Linked DNA regions of Mus musculus: regions 1, 3, 4, 5, 6 and 7 are each linked to region 2. Evidence: chromatin contacts called from public HiChIP or PLAC-seq and promoter capture Hi-C data. All regions are on one chromosome and are shown on one strand. The core of a region is the stretch at or near the end of the contact, and the rest is flanking DNA. Distances in the headings are between cores, read along the strand shown. Region 1 holds the start of Tmprss12 (transmembrane (C-terminal) protease, serine 12). Region 2 holds the start of Lima1 (LIM domain and actin binding 1). Region 3 overlaps Faim2 (Fas apoptotic inhibitory molecule 2). Region 4 holds the start of Nckap5l (NCK-associated protein 5-like). Region 5 holds the start of Tmbim6 (transmembrane BAX inhibitor motif containing 6). Region 6 holds the start of Aqp5 (aquaporin 5). Region 7 holds the start of Mettl7a1 (methyltransferase like 7A1).

Region 1 (2,961 bases), core at 41-2,540, 410 kb before region 2:
TGAGACAAGCTGAAATTTTGAATGGTGAAGAAATTTAAACAAACATGCCATATTTGATTACTAAGACACAAAATCAACATAATTTATTAATAACTCTATGGCCCAAGAATATAAAAGTTTCACTAGCTAAGTCCCATGTTCTTTACTTTGTGAAATAGTGATTAAGTGTCTAAGATCTGGGCTGGAGAGATGACTCAGCAGGTGAGAGCACTGACTGCTCCTCCAGAGGTCCTGAGTTCAATTCCCAGCAATCACATGGTGGCTCACAACCATCTGTAATGGGATCTGACTCCCTCTTCTGGAGTGTCAGAGGACAGCTACAGTGTACTCATATACATGAAATAAATAAACTTAAAAAAAAGAAAAAAGAGTCTAAGATCTAGCCAGCATGCTAGTATACACTACGTTTCTTGGTTTCTGTTTTCGAGACAAGAGTTTCTCTGTAGCTCTCTGACTGTCTCAGAACTTTGTAGACAAGGCTGGTCTTGAACTCAGAGATCGATTGCCTTCCTCTGGCTGCAGAGCCCTGGGATCAAAGGTGTGTGCCACCACCACCCACTAGTAATAGATATGTGAAATCCCAGCATTCAAGAGGATCAGACAGCAACATCACAAATTCCAAGCCAGCCTGGACTGTATAGTGAGACCTGATCTCAAAAGCTTGTGTGCGTTCCCGTGACCGCATGTGTCTGGGATATAGCTCAGTAGTAAGGGTGTGTAGGAAAAATGTATATAAATCACCAATCTCTGGCATAAAACAAACAAAAGTTGCAATTGCTAAATCCAGAACTGCAAGCTGTAGCCATCATTCTTGCCATTTAACCCGCTGAATTATTATTATTATTATTATTATTATTATTATTATTATTATTATTATTATTATCCACTGCATTCTGAGAAGGTCGCCTAACAGCCCTTTGAACCACGAACGTCAATAAGTCTGTCTAGAAAATAAGTGCGGAGCATTTTTGAGGTATCACTGACATGGCTACCAATGGTCTGGGAGCAGCTGAGTCCTGCGTGGCTGAGGTGGGAACAGCAGGCAAGGTCCCCGTGTGCTGGGGCTGCGGGGCCGCACATGACCAGATACTGCCCTTCGTGACCGGCTGCTCCTCTTCCGGCGGCCCTGGCACAGTGGCCTGTCCCAGCGCAGAGCCCTCCCTAAGGGACAGTGAGTGCAGCTCAGAGTACGCAAAGGCGCCGCCCAGGCACAGCAGCGCGGCGCTCAGTGCCCATGACGCCATGGTGGCTGTAGGCCCCAAGATGGCGGCAGCGGCCTGCTGGTCCTCTAGCTGCTTCCCGCCTTTGCTCAGCCGGAAGTGGCCCAGCAGAGGATTTCCGGGATGTCGCAGGCTCAGGTGGGAGAGAAGGCCTCCCCACACTCAGGGCTGTGAGGACCTCAGGGTAGGAAGATGAGCGTGAGAGGGGAAGGGAGGTCTCAATGGCGTCAGGTGGGAGCCCTGGCCTCACAAGCTTGCCCACCGGGCCTGGAAGGAGGGAGGGCGCTGCCTGCAGAAGATGTCCTCTCACGGACACAGGCGCCATGGCTCGCCATGCATGCGCACCTACTTCGTACACCCACGGATGCCCACAATCATACGTAAATATTTAATACGGAAAAGCATGCACGCCTTTAATCCCAGCACTCGGGAGGCTGAGGCAGGGGCATCTCTGAGTTTGAGGCCAGCCTGGGCTACACAGAGAAACCCCCAGCTCGAAAAACAAACAAGCAAATCAATTGATATAGATTTAAAAAAAAAAAAAAAAAAAAACTTTGATGTGAAGGTTGCCTACATATAAATGGTATCCCCTTTATGTGGGACTCTTTCAAACAAAAATGTTAAAAATGGTCTGAGCATCTGTGGCCATTTTTTTGTTTCCTAGCTGTTGTAAGGGTCCAAAAATCACTGAAGGAAGACCCCAAACTCAGATCCTGTGCAAAAACAAAGAATGCTTATTCTGCAGAAGTAACCAGCATGCAGGGGTCCACCATTCTTTGAAATGTTGACCACAGACTGAAAGAACCTAGTGGGGAAACCCCCACTCAACTCTGGATTCGGTGTGCACCCAAGAATCACGAACAAACAGACCATCTTGATGTAAAAACACGAGGTAGCTTAATGGTGGAGCTCCAGGTTGAAACATACCTCACACAGGAGACAGTGGATTTGGCCACTGAGGCTTGGAAGCTAGGGGTTTTTATAGAAAAGGGGCTGGGGGAGGAATTGGCGTGGTTTCACATGATTGGTCCATTTAAACATCAGCAGACTGTACATGCAGATAACATTTAACTTAGGTCAGAAGGTTGGGAGATAGGGAGGCACAGGGCCAGTCTGGTCATGTCATTCTCTTTATCTTTATGACCAAGCAGCCTCAGGAATGTCTTAATGATGGGCCTGCCAGGGCATGTCCTGGCCTGTTCTGCTATGTTCTCAGCCCCAGGTTTCAAAGCTCACAAACAACTCTTTGGGCTACTTGACATAAATTACATGAATCACAGTTCTCAAGTTTTATTTTCTTTCAAGACAAAGGCACGCAGGCCTTCATATAGGGAACCAGAGGAACTTTCTAGAAGAATTAGTTAATCTAAACTTTTATTCTGGATTTTATAATCTGTTACTAGAACTATTTTATTTTATTCTGGTTTTATGATCTGTTCATATGACCTAGTTTCTGGGACTTATTCCTGAAGCTGGTGCCTTATGGCCTTTTTTTGAAAATAAAGCCTGGTCCACAAAATGGAGCAAATGGGGTTTATAATCTCCTTTCACTGTAAACCTTGGAGTTTCTAGAAATCTCGAAACAGACTTCATTTATACTGAAGGCCATGTCTTAACCCTCTTGTGAAGCTCTTGTGACCCATAGCTTATTTTTCTTTTAAGATTTATTTATTTTGATTGTATTTGAATGTTTGCTTTTGTGTATGTACGTAGACCTGGACTTACAGATGATTATGAGGCA
Region 2 (3,017 bases), core at 416-2,915:
TGATCAAGGGTACGAGGGCCCATTGTGGGTGGTGACCAGTTCTCAGGCCTTGGATTATTCATGTTTAATGGTGTTAACACAAAATAAGCAGGCCATTAGCCTAAGGTTATTTTTGTACCAGAAAGTCCTTCTAACTGATTAATTCTGAATCGAGACAGCCATTCACAGATAGCCAACCAGTCAATTGGTTATATAACTAGGGAGCTGCCATGTGACCGTATCAAATAAAGCAAAGCCAATATCATTACTTCCTTGTTCGGCTTATGAAGCTCCTTTCCCAAGCTGTTAGAGAAGTTTGCTGATTTCCCGTTTAAAAAAACAAAAACAAAAACAAAACCCTTTTAATCTTCGAATAAAGTTAATTTGCTTCTTTAGTACATTTATCCAGAAATCAGTCTAGGTTAGATTTTTGAATGATATTCTATCCTTGGTGAATGGCTCAATTCCTTAAAACTTGTTCATCAACAGCTTTTTGTAGGTTTCTTGTTTTGTTCCTTTTGGGTTATTCTCACTCTGTAACACTGGACATCCAGGGACTCAAGGCAACCATCCTACCTCAGTTGCCAGGATAAAGGCCACATGTCCTGTGCCCTTTGCCAGTGACTGCTTTAGGAGTTGAACAAATCTTTCTACCACTGGCCCTTATGATACTAATCAACACTCACATGAAAAGCCTCAGAATTCCTTTCGTTTGGTATGTCACTAGACCTCAGGAAAGGATACTATCAAAAGGCTTCGTGCAGAGAGGAATGGTGGTGGAGCCAAGAATCTGAGGGCTGGATGGCCACATGCTATGTCTCCTCATGATCTATTCAGACCCTCACATTCCTAGTGCAGAAACAGAAACAGGTCTTGCAGACACTGTTGAGAAGTGCAAGCCCACTCTAGGGTGTGTGCTACTACCCTTCTCTTAGAGCCTCTTTTAAAAAAGACTTTTATTTAATCTTATTAGTATGTATATGTGTGTGAGTGTGTGATGTGTGTGCAGTTCCTCACGGACGCCAGAAAATGGTATCAGGTTCCCCAGGTGCTGGAGTTACGGGCAGTTTTGTGAGCCAACAGCTCAAAGATCACTTCAGCTACACTGTGAGTTCCAGGCTAATCTCAGCTACATGTGATGACCCTCCTCTGTCTCAAAAGAAAATGAAGGAAAACCACCCGTTGTTGAAAAAAACAAAAAACCAAAAACCAAACAAACAAAACCCATAGCTCTTGGAGAACTTGGACACCACCTACTCTTATCTAATCCTATCCTTTCCTGAGGAAACTCAGGTCCACTGAGGTGAAGTGATCCAATGTAGTCTGAGCCAGGCCTCTTTGGCAGCTCTTTGCAGCACAGGGCATGGCCTCTCTTAAAATACCTTTCCACAGAACTTACCCCGACAGCACCAGGAACTTCCCTGAAGTTGCACTTAGACCAGATTTCTGGGTGAGTCTCAGATCAAACTGCTGCAATCTCTAGTCAGAGAGAGATAGGGTGAGCCAGAAAGGGGACACGACCAAGTTGGAGGCTGACACAGGAGCCACGCCTCCTGCAACACCACCGCTACTAGGGCGACGCTCCGGTCACGAGTTGAACACGCCGCCGGGAGCGAGCACGTTCGCTCCAAGGCCGCGCGGGAGGCGGGAGACGGGCGCGCCTCCGCGGCAGGGGGCGGGGCTCTGAGCGGGGCCGGGGCGGGGCCGCGGAGCTGAAGGTGCTGCAGCCCAGTTGCGACAGGTGCGCTGGGCAGACAGAGCGCAGGACCGTGGCCGTGCAGCGCCGAGCCCCGACGGCTTTCTAGTCAGGTAAGCGCTTCCTCTCGCCTCGCCCTCCGCAGCCTGCATGCGCGCGGAGACCCTGCTGAGCCCCGCACTCTCCCCGCGTATTTTGAGGCGGTGGGTAGCAGGAGCAGGAGGCTCACCCCTTGGGGTCCACGTTGGAGGAGCCTCCCATGCTCCGCCCTCCCTTCTGGGAAGTCCAAGGGACTGAGACTTCGCTGCCTGGGCCCCTGGTCTCGCACGGGATGGAGGGAAAGTGGCATTTCATCAAAAGTTAAAACACCCTCTTAGGGAGGTAATCCTGCCACTCTTTCCTTCTTCCACGCGGCCGTTCCTTTTCCAATTTTTCTCCCGTCCATTCCTCCAGATGAACTCTGGTTAAGACTTAACATCCTTCCGAACAGTTCCTACTTGCTGTGTCCTTCCCAAATCGCTATGGTGTACTTGAGCTGGGATCCACTGCTCACTCGCATCCGTAGGTGTTAATATTAGGTAACTGTACACCCCTGGCCACACACACTGGAGCTCGAAGTCGTGGGTGCTAGGAGCGAACCATCTGGCACCCGTCCTAGCCTTCTTATTGGTGCTCACAACAATGAGTTTAGCTGATCCTGGTGAGAGATACTGATCTGCTATTGTCTTGCAACTAATTCCAGCTCTCAAAAATCTGCCTAATCCAAATGGTTCTGTTGACTTTGCAAGTTAGCCGAAGACTGTGAGGTTATGTTTTTAAGACGTTGACCTTTGGAGGGCAGATCATCCTTGGCACGGAAGTGGGTGAGTGGGCTACTTTGTATCTACATAGTTACTGGTACAAATACCTAGTCCAGTTAGTCTATGGACGACCAAGTGTGATCATGTTTAGACAGCCTTCAAAAAGCTATAGAGTTAGCAGGAAAGAACAACTCCTCCTCAGTCGTTGTCTTCTCCTCCTCCTCTCCCTCCTTTTTCTTCTTCTCTTCCTCTTTCTGCTTCTTCAGAGAATCCCTGACTAGCCTTGAGCTGGCTATCTAGCTTTGGCTGCCTGAAATATGGCTGCCTCTGCATCTTGAATGTTAGGATTAAAGGTGTGCTCCACTGTCCCTGACCTTCAATATATATATATATATATATATATATATATATATATATATATATATATATATATATATATATATATATATATATATATATATATATATATATTTTAAAAATTACCATTTGTGTGATGTGTGTGCATGAATACCAGCCATCGTGCTATGGTAGGCTTGTGGAGG
Region 3 (2,814 bases), core at 196-2,695, 360 kb after region 2:
GCTTTTCTTGGCAGGCCTGGGCACCTGCCCAGCTCCATGAGCCGCATCCGGCTTCACTTTCCCGGCCATCTCCTGCAGGTGGAGGATGGGGGAGGGGGACTGTAGCTGAGAAAGATACAATGTGGCTCCAGGGTCCTGCAGGCTCAGGGGCACTCCTGGGGGACCAGCTAAGTCCAAAGAGGCAGAATTTGGCTAGCCGTGCAGGAGGGGAATTGACCACGGCGGCGTAGGAGCAGATTCCCCACCCCATCTCACAAATGCCCACCCACCGGAGGGCTCTTCCAGGGACTCCGATTGGCATCCTGCCTGCCCAAAGGAGTGCCTACTGGGTAGGAGCTGAAGCCACCAATGCTGGGGAACAGATTGGAGACGTGACAGGTGGTTCAAATCCTAAGAACACAGGAAAGAACTAGTTGGATCTATTAGGGACTCAACAATATTCTCTCCGGCCACATCCGGTAGCTGGTCTCCCATGGCCTCTTGTCTGCCAGGGTTGGAGGGTATTCCTTATCCCCTCTAACACACTTCCATGCTGCCCAGCCCCAGCCTCTGGGCAGTTGGCATCAAGTCTAGGATGTCTAGATTGACTCCTTGGCTCTTCCCAGGATCCTGTTGACGAAGGGAGGGGCCAGAGCTGGCCTGGGGGCCTCTGTGTCTCTAGGATGGGAGGGGGCTACAGGAAGGAGTCCTAGAACTTCAAAGCACCCTTTATTGACCCACGTTGAGCTGATGGGATGCCTTTGTTTCCAGGAACCTTCTAGAAAGGTTTCTGGAAGGGATCCACAAAGGGTAATGCACCTTATACTTGTGACTGTTTGCGTTCACAGTGGGGGTGAGCACAGGCCGGAAAGGTGCTGCTCTGGCCTCCAGAGGCAGGGCCATCATGGCCCTCTGGCAGAGACTCCAGATGCCTCCACTTCCATACCCACCCTGGCTGACTTTTTCCACCTGAGCTCTTTTTTTTTCCCAAAATTTATTTTTATTTTATGTTTATGAGCATACCATTGTGAGCCATCATGTGATTGCTGGGAATTGAATTCAGGACCTCTGCTCACTCCAGCCCTGCTCTCTCCGGGCCAAAGATTTATTTATTATTATATTATACAAATGTTTTATTATATTATAAATATTATATTACACAAATAATATATTTATTTTATGTAAGTACACTGTAGCTGTCTTCAGACACACCAGAAGAGGGGTGTGTCTGAAGACAGCTCATTACAGATGGTTGTGAGCTGGGATTTGAACTCAGGACCTTCGGAAGAGCAGTCAGTGCTCTCAACCACTGAGCCGTCCGTCTCTCCAGCCCCTCCACCTGAGCTCTTGCTTCCAAGGCAGAGACAGAGAGCTCTCTGTGAGGAACAGACAGACCCCAGATAGAGCAGGGATGATTTGGCAACCTGAGGAGGAGCCTAGAGCCAGACCCAGGCTGAGGGAATGACTGGCAAACAGGATGAGTCGCACTTGGCCAGCCTGAGCCTGGGGCTGTGCTCCAAGGAAAGACATGTCAGGTCTGTGGGAAGCCCCTGTGGGAACCACTGGGAGCTCCCCAAGAATCACAGCCTCTCTCAGACCCGGCCTTCTTAGAGAGGAGCTACCCCTGTTCTTCCATTCTCAGGACTGAGCCCTGCCCCAACTTCTGGCACCTCCGCCAGCCAGCTGTGTGCTAAGCCAATCTTTCCTCTCCCACAGGTCCCCTGGCTCCACGCGGTCTATGCTGTACTGGGAGCGGGTGTGTTCACGTTGGTGAGTTTGGCCCAGCTCCTGGGGCCACCATCTCAGCTTTGTGATTCTCTCCTCAGACCCTTCCACCCTGTGTCTTCCTTATGGTCTCTATGGAACCTTTCGGCAGCATCCTAGGGTAGGGCTGGTGCCGTGCTCAGGCAGGGAATTCTGTCTTGTGTCCAAGATAGACTCTCTGAGCAGGGCAACATCAGGAGAACATCAGGGTAGAAGCTGGTGGCCAGAGGGGATTAGGTGACCAGGACTAAGAAGACGGGTCATTCTGGCAGAGCACAGGGATATCTGGCTGTGGGGACCAAATTAGTAAATCCTAGAGCAGTCTGGGAAGATTCCCATACCTGGCGAAAGTCTCCATCAGAAGGACCTCTTTCTTTGCTGTTCTTACCAAATTCAGTTAACAGTGATAGCTAATTCACTTCTTTACGTACGTATATACTTATTTGTCTTTTATAAACAAAGTGGCCTTGAACTTTCGATCCTCCCACCTCAGTGTCTAGAGCCTGGTATTATAGGCATGCACCACACCTGGGGCTCAGCTAATATTTATCCAGCACTCACTGTCCCTCAGCCGGCTCTCTTTTGTTCTTAATTCACACACCACACCTAGCAGATAGGTCCCACTCTTCTGCGATCACAGTGAAGAGGAAGTCCAGAGATGTCAGATAACGTATTGAGGTCATTTTAGGACATGGTAGGATCAAGCTGGGAACTTGGATATCTGGTTCCAGAGGCCGGGTGGAAAGTGCCTAGAAGCAGATACCCAGGCTACGTGGCCAAAGATGGACAGATGCCTGCCCAAGGCAGCCCCACATATCCTTGAGTCAGGTGGACCCCAAGCACCTGAATATGTGCCTCAGGAACACCCAAGAGACACGCCAGGTGTCCATGACATCATGGGAAGCCATGCAAAGAGATATCTCTTGCCAGTGAATCAATGGCTGGATCTCTCTCTCTCTCTCTCTCTCTCTCTCTCTCTCTCTCTCTCTCTCTTTCTCTCTTCGTTTGCTCAACTACACTAAGTAGCTACAGTCCCAGGTTTATCACAAATTCCAGAGACTCAAAGAATGT
Region 4 (2,794 bases), core at 214-2,713, 420 kb after region 2:
TTGTTGTTGTTGTTGTTGTTGTTGTTGTTGTTGTTGTTCTTCTTCTTCTTCTTCTTCTTCTGTTGTTGTTGTTTAATCCAAAATGACTCCCTTATATAAATGCTCATTCTGTTTTCCAGATAAAACCTCTTGCATTGCCCCCCCCCCCCTACAAAAGAGGATTTGCTTGCTATCCCACTCTGGTAATTAGCTTCTTGCCAATCACTTGTCTTTATTCCTGCCTGGGTCCTACTCAAGTTCTCCATCTTTAGACTCCCACTCTAAAATGCCTTCTTCAGAGAGGACCCCTTAAATGCATCCCAGCCAACCTGACCACCCTACATTCTTGTAGGGCACCCGTTCTTTTACTGGACTAATTTTGCTTTAAGTCTCATTTGTACACCTAAGAGAGAAGCAATATTAATAAAATATACAAAGTGTCCAAAGATACCTCTGAATTCCCCTGTGTGCGCATCCAGGCCAGTTAATACAGTGCATATAGCTGAGGATTATAAGGTATCCACCGAAGGGCAAGGAAGTGTTTAAGGACCAAAATGGAGACAGAAGCTATAGGATCATGACAAGTTCAAGGTCAGCCAGGCCTATATCATGAGTTCCTGGCTAGCCAGAGTTAGAGATCCTGTCTCAACCAATCAGTAACAACAAACAGACCAAGGACAACCGTACTGAGCTCTTAAGTTGCAAAGGCCTGCAAGAGTTAGCTTGTTTCCTCCCGGTTAGTGAAGTGACTGGACTGTACTTTCTTCTTCCCTGACAGAAAGTAGCTAAAAACCAACCACAGTCTCTTTTTTCTGCACTACAGATCTACCTGCCTCTGCCTCACAAGTGCGAGGATTTCTCATGAGCAACCACGCCTGGGTCTGCCTTGCTTCTTAAACCAGCACTGCTTTCTACACATGTGCCTGTTCCTCGCTTCCAGTTTCCAGATTTCTGGGAGGTCCCCGACCTAGAGATGGAAAAGAGAGGCGGGTGCATTTCAGGCCAAGGAGACACTCAAGCCTCTTCCTGTAGATTTGCACCTAACACGTATGCAGCAAATTACAAACACGCTCTCAACCACATACACGTGCACGCCCAGACCCACGGAAGCAGACGCGCATGCCCGTGGGCCCGCGCAAACCTACTTAGTTTTCTCTGTTCTAAATGCCCCGGCTCCAGTCCCACTCGGCCGGGCCTGGCATCCCGATCCCCAGCACCAGGAGCACCGGGAGCACCGCGAAGGCTTTGCAGGTCAGCTCCGGCCTGAGGAAGAGTGTTTCTCCGCAGGGGGGAGGGGAGGGGAGGCCCTGCCCACTCGGGCGGAAGCGGCGCGCGCCGGCCGGGCAGACTTAGCTCTCGTCCTGGGAACATCTGGATAGAGCTGGGAGGGGCAGGCACCCAGGCTGAGCGTGGATTGGCTGAGCGGGAGGAGGGAGGCGGGGTCTGGGCGAGGGGCGGGGCTCATTGGCCCCTTTAAAGCCTTGACATCAAGAGGTGGCTCCGGTACCCCCCTTTTCCTGCACCCCCCTCGCCCTCCCGCCCCCGAGATGCGGCCATGGACCCTGTGGACCAAGCCAGTCGAGCTCAGCACCTGATTTCGGTAAGTTCAGGCCTGTTTGGCATTTAACGGGCTGAGAGGTGGGGGGCCGCACGCCCCGGGTGGGGGCCGCGGAGTGTGGAGTGAAAGGCTCTCGTGGCAGCTTTGGCTGGAAGGGGCAGCGAGCGAGGCTTCCGGCCCACACCTCGACGCCTGCCGGTCCCTCGCGCTGCACTCTCCCAGGAGGGGTCCTGTTGTGACTTTGTCCACCCCCCCACCCCACCCCCTCCCGCCCCCTGCGCCATCCTCGCGCACACTCGGTGGCCCCGGAAGGGAAACTTTCGGGAGTGGGGGGATGTTCCGGTGGCGGGTGTCCCTCCCTCTTTGAAAGCACTGACCTTGCCCCCACTGCGCATCCCACCCTCCCCGTATCCCACGGTCCCGGTAGCGTTTAGCGGTGCTGGGTTGCGGAGGGAGGGGGCTCTCCCCAAAGCGCAGGCGCAGACTGCAGCCCGGGGCACCCCTTCGCACTCCTTCCAGTCCCTGTGGCCCGGGGCTGTAGGGCGTGGGGGAGGCGGGGAAAGGCGGAGTGACCGGGTCTTGGGAACCACCCTGCTGAGGCTCTGAGGGGCTGTGGGAAGAAGGGAACCCGACAACCTGCATGCTGAATAGAGGCTGAGCGAAGGAGATGGGTTGGGCTGGAGTAAGGGACAGGGCAGCCCCGACTGAAAAGGTTTCTGGGTTTGGGCTGGGGTGCTGAAAAGAATGCAGAGAATTTATTTGTGCCTGACATTCCCTTGGTTTAGCAGGCCCAGGAGAGCGGCAGTTGGGACCCCAACTCCCTCTTTTTATATCCTGGGCGGAAGGCCCCTCTTGTCTCTCTAGCCTTGGCGCTGTCCCAAGGGCACAGAAGGCCTTCATCTCCTAAGCCTGGTTTTCCAGAGGGCTCACATGAACCCACCCAGCCTGCCCAACAGCTGCTTTTTAAAGACCGCCTTCCTCAGGAGCTGGAGGTTTTAGGCTTGAAGGCTTCCTTAGGTTTGGAGGCAATCTTTGATTTCCCTCTCCGCCAACTCTCCCGTTCTCCAGTGGGCCCTCCTGCTTAAACACAATTGTCAGCCAGAGGAAGTGGTTGGAGACAGAGGCCGGCAATCAGGACTGGTTTGAGGAACCATGGGGAAGGAGTCTCTCACTATTGTGTGCTCAGGCCTCTGAGGGGAAGTGAGCATTGTACAATTGCTTTGTTGTAGACCCTCTTCAATCTTACAGGACCCCCCC
Region 5 (2,703 bases), core at 131-2,630, 480 kb after region 2:
TTACAGGCTGTGTTTCTCAAGGACTCCAGACACTCTCTACTAGGGGAAAACTGAGGGGAATCTAAATGTCCACTTGTTCAAGTCAAAGCAGAAAACAAATTAGACAATAAAGAAACACCAAAGAAAATAAATGTAGCAACTACTGACTTAAGTGTGTTAGCAGAAGGCATGAAAACGTGATTGGGCAATTCAGGGACTTCCTGAATCATACCTCTCTCTTAAGATACCCATACAGCCACAAGGTAAACCACATACAAATATTAATAAGTAACTACAAAGTCTGGCATTGACCTTCAGCCTTCAAATTCCTGTCTGTGTTTCAGGCAGTCAGCTCGTCCGAAGTGTTACACATTCACAGGTAGTTTGTGTAACTGGAGAGTCTCAAGTTCAAAGTGGTTTTGTTGTTTGGCCAACACAAGCCTGGTTGGACAGGCAAAGCAACCTGGCCTGGCACCAGACAACTTGTTTTTGTTTTTGTTGTTTAAAAAAAAAGAAAAGGAAAGAAACGAAGGCAGGCAAGCCAAAGCCTACTTATCAGTCAGTCCAAGAAAAACAGTACCCATCGCCGCCCTTCCGGGGCAGACTCTGGAACTCACCCAGGGTTCAGGACGAAGCAATCAAGGCCACCTCACCTGTCCAGAGGCAACCAATCAGATCAGAGTGGGGCTGCTCCGTGGGCCTGGGGAGCCAGGCTAAGCCCGGGGCTTCTCACCTCGGCCTCTACCATTGGCTTCTAAGTAACTAAGGAATCTCGAGTGTCATAAAGAAGTGTGACATCACCTGGCCCGCCGTGACAGGGCAGCCTTATAACCAGGCCTACCTCAAGTCCCCAACCCCGACGGCTCACCCAGGCGAGGCAGAGGAACCCGAGAAGGAACAGCCGAGAGGCGATCGCAGGGTGGGGCGGGGTGACCACAACGACACAGCTTTCTCTTTCGTTTACCTCAAAGTCAGGGGTGGGGGACCCGTCCCGAATTCAAGCCCTGAACTCGGCTGAGGGTGGAAGGGACGCAAGCGAGGGTCGCTAAGAGGCCTGCCTTCGCCACAGACACAGGTCCAACTGCCCGGGAGACCCCGCAGACTCGCCCCCGCCGGCGCTGCTGCGCATGCGCGGCATTAGTTCCTCCGCGTCCCTCCCCGCCCAGCTTTCCTTCGATCTCGACGCAGAACAGGCCGGGTTGCCTAAGGAGCTGATCCGTCCGAAAACGGAAGCTACTACCCTCTCCCGCGCTTGCTCCCTCCCTATCCCTCACTCCGGGTTTGCCCGATCCTAGTTTCGCACGTACCTTCTCAGCCCACCTCTCCGGAGCTTCCCTGCTCTGCTAAAACCGGATGTGCTCTGAGTCTCCGGGGGTTGGCGCTGGAAGTCTACCCACACCCGCCCCCTAGGGAAACCCCGCCCTCAGACCTGCCCAGGCGAGTTCTCATTGGCCCCCGGCTGCACTGCTCCTGTCCGTTATCTGCACGTTCATAAACAGCAGCCGCTTTCGTCAGAGTCATTGGCTAATACCCCTGTCAATCAAGACTGTAGCCACCAACCCGCACCTTAGCAATAGGCCTCCGCCTTCTTCCCCCTACATAGGAAGGATGGACGTCGGGCTTCAGACCCATGGAGTAGGAAAAGTGAAATGGGGCGTGTCAGGCTTAGACCGTTGTCATGTGAGACCACCCACCCATGACACTAAAATGTCCCAAGATGCTGGTTTTAAGCCTCTCATGGGATGGTAATGAAGGAAAGCGAGGCAGCTCTCCCTGGGATCTCTGTTTTGTTTTTTGAGACAGGGTTTCTCTGTCCTGGCCTTCCTGGAACTCACTCTGTAGACCAGTCTCTTAAGTGCTGGGATTAAAGACATACGCCACCGACACCCGGCTTTCTCGAGACCTTTTAACATTGAATATAATGGCGCTTACGCTTCAGAGCACCTTTGAAGGGCCAGCCATTCTACAGGGACCCAGGGACCCCAGCCTGGAGGGTCTGAGGCTACCCGGTAGCTCAGGAGCCCCAAGCAAACTGGCTACAGAGACCACAACCACCTGCATGGAAGTGAGTGGTTTTTGGTAGTTACCCAAGGCCCTGCAAGTCAGGTGTAACGGCCTCAAAGACCTGGTCTTGCAATCCTAACCAGCTCTTTAGAGACCTGGCCAAGGGCGGTCAAAGAGCAGGTGGTTCCCTGGCTCGCCACGTCCCTTAGGGCGTGTTCCCTAGTTGGAGCATAACCTAGTTGGAAGGAGCTGTGAAGCTAATTTTAAAAGAGAGAAAAAAACCAAAAACCAGGAGCCTTTATTTTCTTATTTTTATTTTTTGTGGCCTATGCTTTTAAAAATCAATTTCACAACTCATTAGTACTGTCTGAAATCACAAGTATAGAATGGGTTCCAGCTGGATCCTGGGTAGTTGAGGGCTGCATGCTGAATTAGGGCCCTGAAGGACTCCAGAGTGAGGCAGCCTGAGGAGTGTGTAGAGGAAAGGTGGAAGACCATCTGAGCCTCTCAGTTCTGCTTCCAGCAAAGCCCTTAGGGCTGACCATGGTTTGGGCCAAGGTAACTTTTACCTACTACACACTCAGGAGGTAGAGGCGAGCAGATCGCTGGTCTGAGAGCAGCCTGGTCTATAGAACGAGTTCCAGAACAGCCAGAAATACCCAGAGAAAGCACGGAGAAACGGGGTTGGGGGTTGGGCAGATCAGAGACAGAGACACTAGA
Region 6 (2,909 bases), core at 15-2,514, 280 kb after region 2:
TTCAAACCCGTCTCTCCAGTGTGTCTGACTCACAGCTTGACAATGGCCGAGAAAATCCTCCTCTGTGTTTGATTAATGAGCCCAGTTCACATGGGACAGGGGGCTGAATCTAGGGCTGCAAAGATGGAGAGACAGCAGGGGGGCAGGAGCAGGGGTTACAAAAGGGGGAGCCAGCACTGGGGGTGCATCACATCATGGCTTCTAAGTGTAATCCCCAGGGCACTGGCTGTGCTCTGATCACCTCCATGTCATGGGTAGTAAACTGGAAGCCCAGGGAGATCACGGTTGCTCCAGACCTCCATCCATCACTATCCATGGCTCCTTGGTGGGTCCCTTAAAACTACACCACCAAGGGGGGTCACAAGAAAGAAGTCACAGGTGAGATTAGAGATGGAAGGGATGTTTTGGCGGCCCTGGGGAGTTAGGCCAGGGAATGCAGCATAGGAGAGGGAGGGGTAGATGAGGGAGAATGTGAAGAGAAGCCAGGACCCGGGAGCACTGAGGTTGGCCAGGAGGTTGGTCAGCCTGCTCTTACTGGCTAAGTTATGCCCTGGTGTTTTGGTTGTACCCATTCTCAAGATGGAGGAGCATGGAAGGTCTGGTCTGAAATGTCCCCAGGGTCCCTGCCCATCCCTCCACAGTCTGGTGGACACTCACCGCATTGACGGCCAGGTTACCCCGGGCATTGCCTGGCGCCAACCAGTACAGGATGCCTGCTCCAGCAATGGCACCCACCAGCTGGGCTGCCACGTAGAAGATGGCTCGGAGCAGAGAGATCTGGTTGCCTATTAAGAGGGCCAGAGTAATGGCCGGATTGATGTGGCCACCACTCACAGGTCCCAGGGCTTGGGCCAAGGTACCTATGGCCAGGCCAAAGGCTATGGAGATCTGCAGAATGGTGGGCAGCGCCGAGGGCCACTTGAGTGCCGAGCCCAGGCCAAAGAAGACGAAGATGAGGGTGGCCAGGAACTCTGCGAACACGGCCTTGAAGAAGGCAACTGAACACACCTCCTTCTTCATGGTGGCCTTGGGGGCCCGGTGGCAGCGGCTGCGTCGCGGGGCGGCCGTCGGGGCGGCGCTGGCAGCGGCGGGCGTCTGTCTGCGGGGCTCTGCGCGACGTGCGGTGCCCACTCCGTGGCAGGCGGCCTGGCGCGGACCGGGCAGGGGCGCGCTATATAGAGGGCGCGCGCCCCGCGGCGGGCAGAGCGCGGGGGGGCCGGGGGCGGCTCCCGCGCCCAGAGGCCAGCGCAGCGCGCAGGGAGCGAGCCTGGCGGGCGCGCGCTCGCAGCCCCCCGCCCCGCGCACCCCCGGCCCCCCGGCCGCACAGCGGCGGACCCGCCCGGGCCACGTGACCCACGCGGCAGTGTAGACTGGCCCGGCGGTCTGGGTCGCGCGCATCGTGCGCTCAGCGCTGCTCCCGCGCCCTCCTGGTCGACGTGCGTGCTGGGCTCTCCTGGCGGCTGAGCGCGGTCCCGGCTCTCCTCTCGCACCGAGCTCTGGAAGTCCCTCTCCGGCCGGCCTTTACCGGCGTCCGGGGCCGGCCGGCAGCCTTCCCCTTTTCTCCTCCTTGGGCTCGCGCGACCGGAGCATCTTGACCCGGTCGGTCTCACCCACGGACGGGTCAGAGTGATGAGAGTCTCTGAGGACAGCGCCTCTTAGCTCCTTATCCGCCCGTGGCGGGGGCGGTTCGGCGATCGTGGGCCTCTCCCCGGTCCAGCCCGGCAGGAGCGGGGGCGTTGGATCGGGAGTACAGTGCCAGCCTGCTCTGCGCTCGGCAATCCTCGACGCCGCGTGTGGCGGTGCCTCTAGGCAGCGGGCTCTAGGAGGCGTTCTCAGTGGTAGCCCTTGGGGACCCTGGGGTGGTGATCAATTTGGGTTGTTTGGGCTTAGGGAAGTGCCTGAGACTGGGGTCAGAGGAAAGGGTCTTGGCCTCTTCTGTTTTCAACCCAGAACTCCATCACTTTAGTCACACTAGACCTCCGGAGTGGCTGTTTGCTTCTTGTCCCTGTTGGTCTTTCTCCCAACGTGACAGTCTCAGTACCCCCATCCCCACCTCTCTTTGTCTCTCTGTCTCTTTCTGTGTCTCTGGCCCTCTCCCTCCATGTGTTCCTGCGTTTCTGCGCCCTCTCCCCACCAGTCTTTTAGCCTTGTCTCTTTTCCTCAGTCTATCACCCTTTGACTTCTGAGTCTTCCTCTTTCTGCCTGTCTCTCTGACTCTTCGTTTCTACGTTTTCTTCCTTTTTTTTAAAACGAGCTGTCCATTACTGTTTCTAGCTCTATCTAGTTCGCCTGCCTTTAGCCTCTTTCAATCTGCAGGTCTTTGTTTCTGCCGGCCTATCTCACTTTCTAGTTTGCACACTCATACAGTTGGTTTTTCTCGTCCCCACCCCCACTCCATCAAGTCCTTGCACTCTTGGACTGGCCAACACATTTTTCTAGTTCCCAGCTTCCTCTTGTCCTTTTTTTCTTTGGGCTTCCAGACCCTCTCCATTGCTTCTCCCAACCCTCCACCTTCCCCCTCCGCAGGTTTGGCATGTGTAGAAGGAGATTGGAGGGAGGACCTTCTAGGGTTTGGGGGCAGGGCAAGGACCCATCCTCAGGATCCCAGAAAAAGAGCTGCACTCCCTCTACCCCGTACGGTTAGTGTTTGAGCACTTTGCACCGTTGCACCGTACCAGCCATAGAGCAAGGCCCAGGAAAGTCACCTCATGTCTTGGTCAGTTTTAAAAGCCTCCTAGGGTAATTGAGCCCTAGGGTGCAACAGAGGAAGAGAAAAGATACACGTGTCCAGCAGGGGCTGAGGGTGGAGCCTAAGGAAAAGCAAGAACGGGGAGGAGGAACTTTGGGCCAGGTGGCAGCTAAGAGGCCAAAGAAAACAGGGTCCAAAGAAACCCCACTATTGTTCCCGT
Region 7 (2,700 bases), core at 167-2,666, 430 kb before region 2:
GGTTCTGAGTTCAAATCCCAGCAACCACATGGTGGCTCACAACCATCTGTAATGCTATCCAATGCCCTCTTCTGATGTGTCTGAGGACAGCTACAAGTGTACTCACATACATAAAACAAATAAATCTTAAGAGAGAGAGAGAGAGAAAGAGAGCACCCTTGGGTGGACGTGTTTTACATATGTGTAGCTATAGATGAATCTCTAATAGAGATAGTGCATTCACTTGATGTTTTGATGTTTCTCAATGAGGCTTCCAAGCCCCTTCCTGTATGAGGGGGTCCTTACCAGATACCCCCTCCCTGCCCCCAGCACTATAGACTGTGAGTCTCTGAGACTGTCCGAAGCAAACACGGCCTTACAGTCTGTCTCATGATTGTCTGCTTTAGTTTATACTCTGGTTCCTGCCCAGTTGCTCATCTTTTTCCCTGACCCATTTCAAAACACAGAACCAGTATCCTTAGTGACCTGTAAATTTTGCTTGTTTTATTTTGGAGACATGGTCTCTGTGCATCGCTGGCAACCGAGCCCTCGAGCTTCCAGAGATCCACCTGCCTCTGCTTCCCATTGCCTGCCGGGACTTGGAAGGTTTTTTTTTGTTTGTTTGAATGAGTGGGTGACCCCTCAGCTGTTTCTGGGAGCTTCTTTACCAAGTTTGACATCTAAACTCTCCACAGGCTCTTCCCCCTTTGGCAGTTTAGAACTTTCTAGATTCTGATTTGTCAGCCCTTACTCTCTTTTGCAAAATTCTTCTGGAGTCATTTGGTATTTTTGTTTTGTTTTGCTTTGTTGTTTGTTTGTTTGTTTGTTTTGGTTTAGAATCCACCCGAAACTGATAGGAGCACCCTCACTCCTAGCTGCAGCTAGCCAGTCCTCACTCCTGCCACTCACCGGCTTCAGCACTCGGCACACCTCACGCAGAATCTTCTCCTGGTTCTTCACCGAGCACAGCACCAGGGTGCAGACCACCACGTCCACAGAGCCATCGGTCACCTGGTGCATGTCCTCCCCGGCTGCCACCACGAAGCGCTCGAACTGCAGCTGCCGGTTCTCTGCGACGCTCTTGAACAAGAACTTCTCGAAGTTGGGGTTGGGGTCGATACAAGTGACCCTGCACCCGGGGGGATAGAACTTGAAGTTGGCTCCGGTGCCGCAGCCCACCTCCAGCAGAGTCAGCTTCCCCGAGGGGCCGGCGAACTCCTGCAGATTGCTGAAGAGCTCCCGCTTTTGGCTCGCCATCTGCTCATTGTACATCACGGAGAATCGCTTCAGGAAGTAGGGAAAGCACTTTTTGCATACCCAGCTCCACAAGCCTAGAAGGTTCAGCAGAAACATGGGAAGCGCCAGGGTACAGACCACCAGCCGCAGGGCCAGGACGGCAAGCGTCATCTTTGCGAGTAGAGGAGAAAGGGCTACTGCTTCCCCAGAAGTGTCTCCTGGGGAAGGAGAGCGCAGGCTCCTGGCCTCGCTCCAGAGCCAATCAGAGAGGAAGGAGGCGCCGGCTGAGCGGGGGGGGGGGGGGGGGGGGGGGGGGGGGAACCAAAATAGCAGAGCCGGGTAGGGCTCCGATTGCGGCCTGACTCCCACACCGTCCATCCCACCCCCACCCTAACCCCACCGGCCGGCTAGCAGTTGGCCGGCTCAGTGATCCAAGACTGCCACCTTCCCCCCCCACCCCCCATCCCTTTGGAAGGTTGCAGCCTGAACCCTGACCCTGGTCCTGCCTGGCTTTGTTTGGGTCTGGAGGCTGCAGCTAGTTTCCGGCCGCGGTTGGCTAGTGCACAGTGTGTACTTTCGCATCACCCACCCAAGCCTTTTTTAGGAAGAGGAGCAGGTCAGCGCACCAGGGAAGATGGCAGCCGAGACCCCTTTTCATCGCAGGCTTATTCTTCCCTTCTCCTCTTCCCACCACACACCGCCCCAAAACCTGTTTTTGTGTAAAGGAAGTGAAAGGAAACCCTGCCAAGACTCACCCAACAGTTTCTCAGTTCCCATTCTGAACTGAGCCTTTCATAAGTTAATTATTCATCTGAAGGATCTTTGCTGTGTCACTGTTTTGAGCTGTTTGACAGTTTAAAACGCAACTGCCAATCTTATGCTTGGTTATTATGTAACTCCGCCCATTTAAAGTAGAGGTGCTCAGGATAGTCCCCGTTTGGCTTCTGATGGGCTTTATAAAATAGCTTCAATCTCCAGTCTTTTTGGTTGGGGTTTTTTTCTGGGTCTTGCTCCTTAGCCCCAGCCGGCCTTGAATTCTCTTGATCCCTCTGCGACTTCTCAAGCAGCGCTGAGATGGCAGATCTCTGTCACAATGCCCAGCTGCACTGATTTCGGGAATTGTTTTTTGAGTCATAAATTCACAAAGAAGATAAATTACTTTTTAAATTGTTTGCTTCCATATTTCACATATGGTCTTACAGGTGGTAATCGAGTTAAGAACTGTCAACGTGATTCTATGATTCTACATAAGACTTGAGTGCTTTTGATGTGTGAATGACAGTGGGAACAGACATAACTAGAAGATTTAGGAAACTATTCAGAATCTTCAGCGAGTCAGATCAAGAAAGTCACTGCTGGTTTCCAGAGGAGATGGACCTGAGGCTAGCATAGCCATCTGATATTCATATCAGGTGTCGGCAGCATGCAGAGGGGAAAAACTCATATCCTGAAACAGGAGTGGTAGGCACTGGCTGAGCTGGGTTC

Evidence for each region. HiChIP or PLAC-seq counts read pairs in DNA pulled down with a chosen protein or histone mark. Capture Hi-C pulls out chosen DNA fragments and counts their contacts.
Region 1: an H3K4me3 HiChIP or PLAC-seq map of embryonic stem cells shows a contact between it and region 2, with 5 times the contacts expected there. The contact joins the promoter of Tmprss12 here to the promoter of Lima1 in region 2. A contact is called at or near these places in 2 of 115 datasets of contacts at active chromatin or transcription factors (embryonic stem cells and pancreatic cancer cells).
Region 3: a contact with region 2 is called in a FOXA1 HiChIP or PLAC-seq map of pancreatic cancer cells. The contact joins the enhancer-like site here to the promoter of Lima1 in region 2. A contact is called at or near these places in 3 of 39 promoter capture datasets (the HPC-7 cell line, cranial neural crest and second pharyngeal arch cranial neural crest), 3 of 115 datasets of contacts at active chromatin or transcription factors (embryonic hindbrain, embryonic stem cells and pancreatic cancer cells) and 2 of 9 other capture datasets (liver and pancreatic islet).
Region 4: a contact with region 2 is called in a promoter capture Hi-C map of adipose tissue. The contact joins the promoter of Nckap5l here to the promoter of Lima1 in region 2. A contact is called at or near these places in 1 of 39 promoter capture datasets (hippocampal neurons), 1 of 115 datasets of contacts at active chromatin or transcription factors (neural tube) and 1 of 9 other capture datasets (adipose tissue).
Region 5: an H3K4me3 HiChIP or PLAC-seq map of embryonic stem cells shows a contact between it and region 2, with 7 times the contacts expected there. The contact joins the promoter of Tmbim6 here to the promoter of Lima1 in region 2. A contact is called at or near these places in 2 of 39 promoter capture datasets (embryonic stem cells and hippocampal neurons) and 3 of 115 datasets of contacts at active chromatin or transcription factors (embryonic stem cells and stem cell-derived neural progenitor cells).
Region 6: an H3K4me3 HiChIP or PLAC-seq map of embryonic stem cells shows a contact between it and region 2, with 7 times the contacts expected there. The contact joins the promoter of Aqp5 here to the promoter of Lima1 in region 2. A contact is called at or near these places in 6 of 39 promoter capture datasets (the 3T3-L1 cell line, cranial neural crest, embryonic stem cells and 3 more), 1 of 484 Hi-C or Micro-C datasets (embryonic stem cells), 12 of 115 datasets of contacts at active chromatin or transcription factors (embryonic forebrain, embryonic hindbrain, embryonic midbrain and 5 more) and 2 of 9 other capture datasets (liver and macrophages).
Region 7: a contact with region 2 is called in an H3K27ac HiChIP or PLAC-seq map of embryonic stem cells, with 4 times the contacts expected there. The contact joins the promoter of Mettl7a1 here to the promoter of Lima1 in region 2. A contact is called at or near these places in 2 of 115 datasets of contacts at active chromatin or transcription factors (embryonic stem cells and pancreatic cancer cells).

What each region holds. Positions count from the first base shown.
Region 1 is chr15:100,279,166-100,282,126 of GRCm38.p6, reverse strand. Tmprss12 (transmembrane (C-terminal) protease, serine 12) reads right to left here and starts at 1,290. Exons shown (of 5, transcript NM_183109.3): 1 at 1,094-1,290. The coding sequence starts at 1,244.
Region 2 is chr15:99,874,104-99,877,120 of GRCm38.p6, reverse strand. Lima1 (LIM domain and actin binding 1) reads left to right here and starts at 1,665. Exons shown (of 11, transcript NM_001113545.1): 1 at 1,665-1,788.
Region 3 is chr15:99,509,517-99,512,330 of GRCm38.p6, reverse strand. Faim2 (Fas apoptotic inhibitory molecule 2) reads left to right here. Exons shown (of 12, transcript NM_028224.4): 11 at 1,696-1,749. Among named protein-coding and RNA genes, the nearest start is that of Faim2, 17 kb to the left of the region's middle. Within about 2 kb of position 1,445, at least 35 of the 459 cell types and tissues checked have an H3K27ac peak or open chromatin away from gene starts, as enhancers often do. A contact at or near this core is called in pancreatic cancer cells, where this site is marked.
Region 4 is chr15:99,456,417-99,459,210 of GRCm38.p6, reverse strand. Nckap5l (NCK-associated protein 5-like) reads left to right here and starts at 1,463. Exons shown (of 13, transcript NM_001001884.1): 1 at 1,463-1,579.
Region 5 is chr15:99,391,624-99,394,326 of GRCm38.p6, reverse strand. It overlaps Tmbim6 (transmembrane BAX inhibitor motif containing 6), which reads right to left and starts at 1,380. Exons shown (of 10, transcript NM_026669.4): 1 at 1,287-1,380.
Region 6 is chr15:99,589,383-99,592,291 of GRCm38.p6, reverse strand. It overlaps Aqp5 (aquaporin 5), which reads right to left and starts at 1,264. Exons shown (of 4, transcript NM_009701.4): 1 at 658-1,264. The coding sequence starts at 1,020. The region is part of intron 3 of Gm34765 (a long non-coding RNA gene); the gene reads left to right.
Region 7 is chr15:100,303,533-100,306,232 of GRCm38.p6, reverse strand. It overlaps Mettl7a1 (methyltransferase like 7A1), which reads right to left and starts at 1,416. Exons shown (of 2, transcript NM_027334.3): 1 at 889-1,416. The coding sequence starts at 1,386.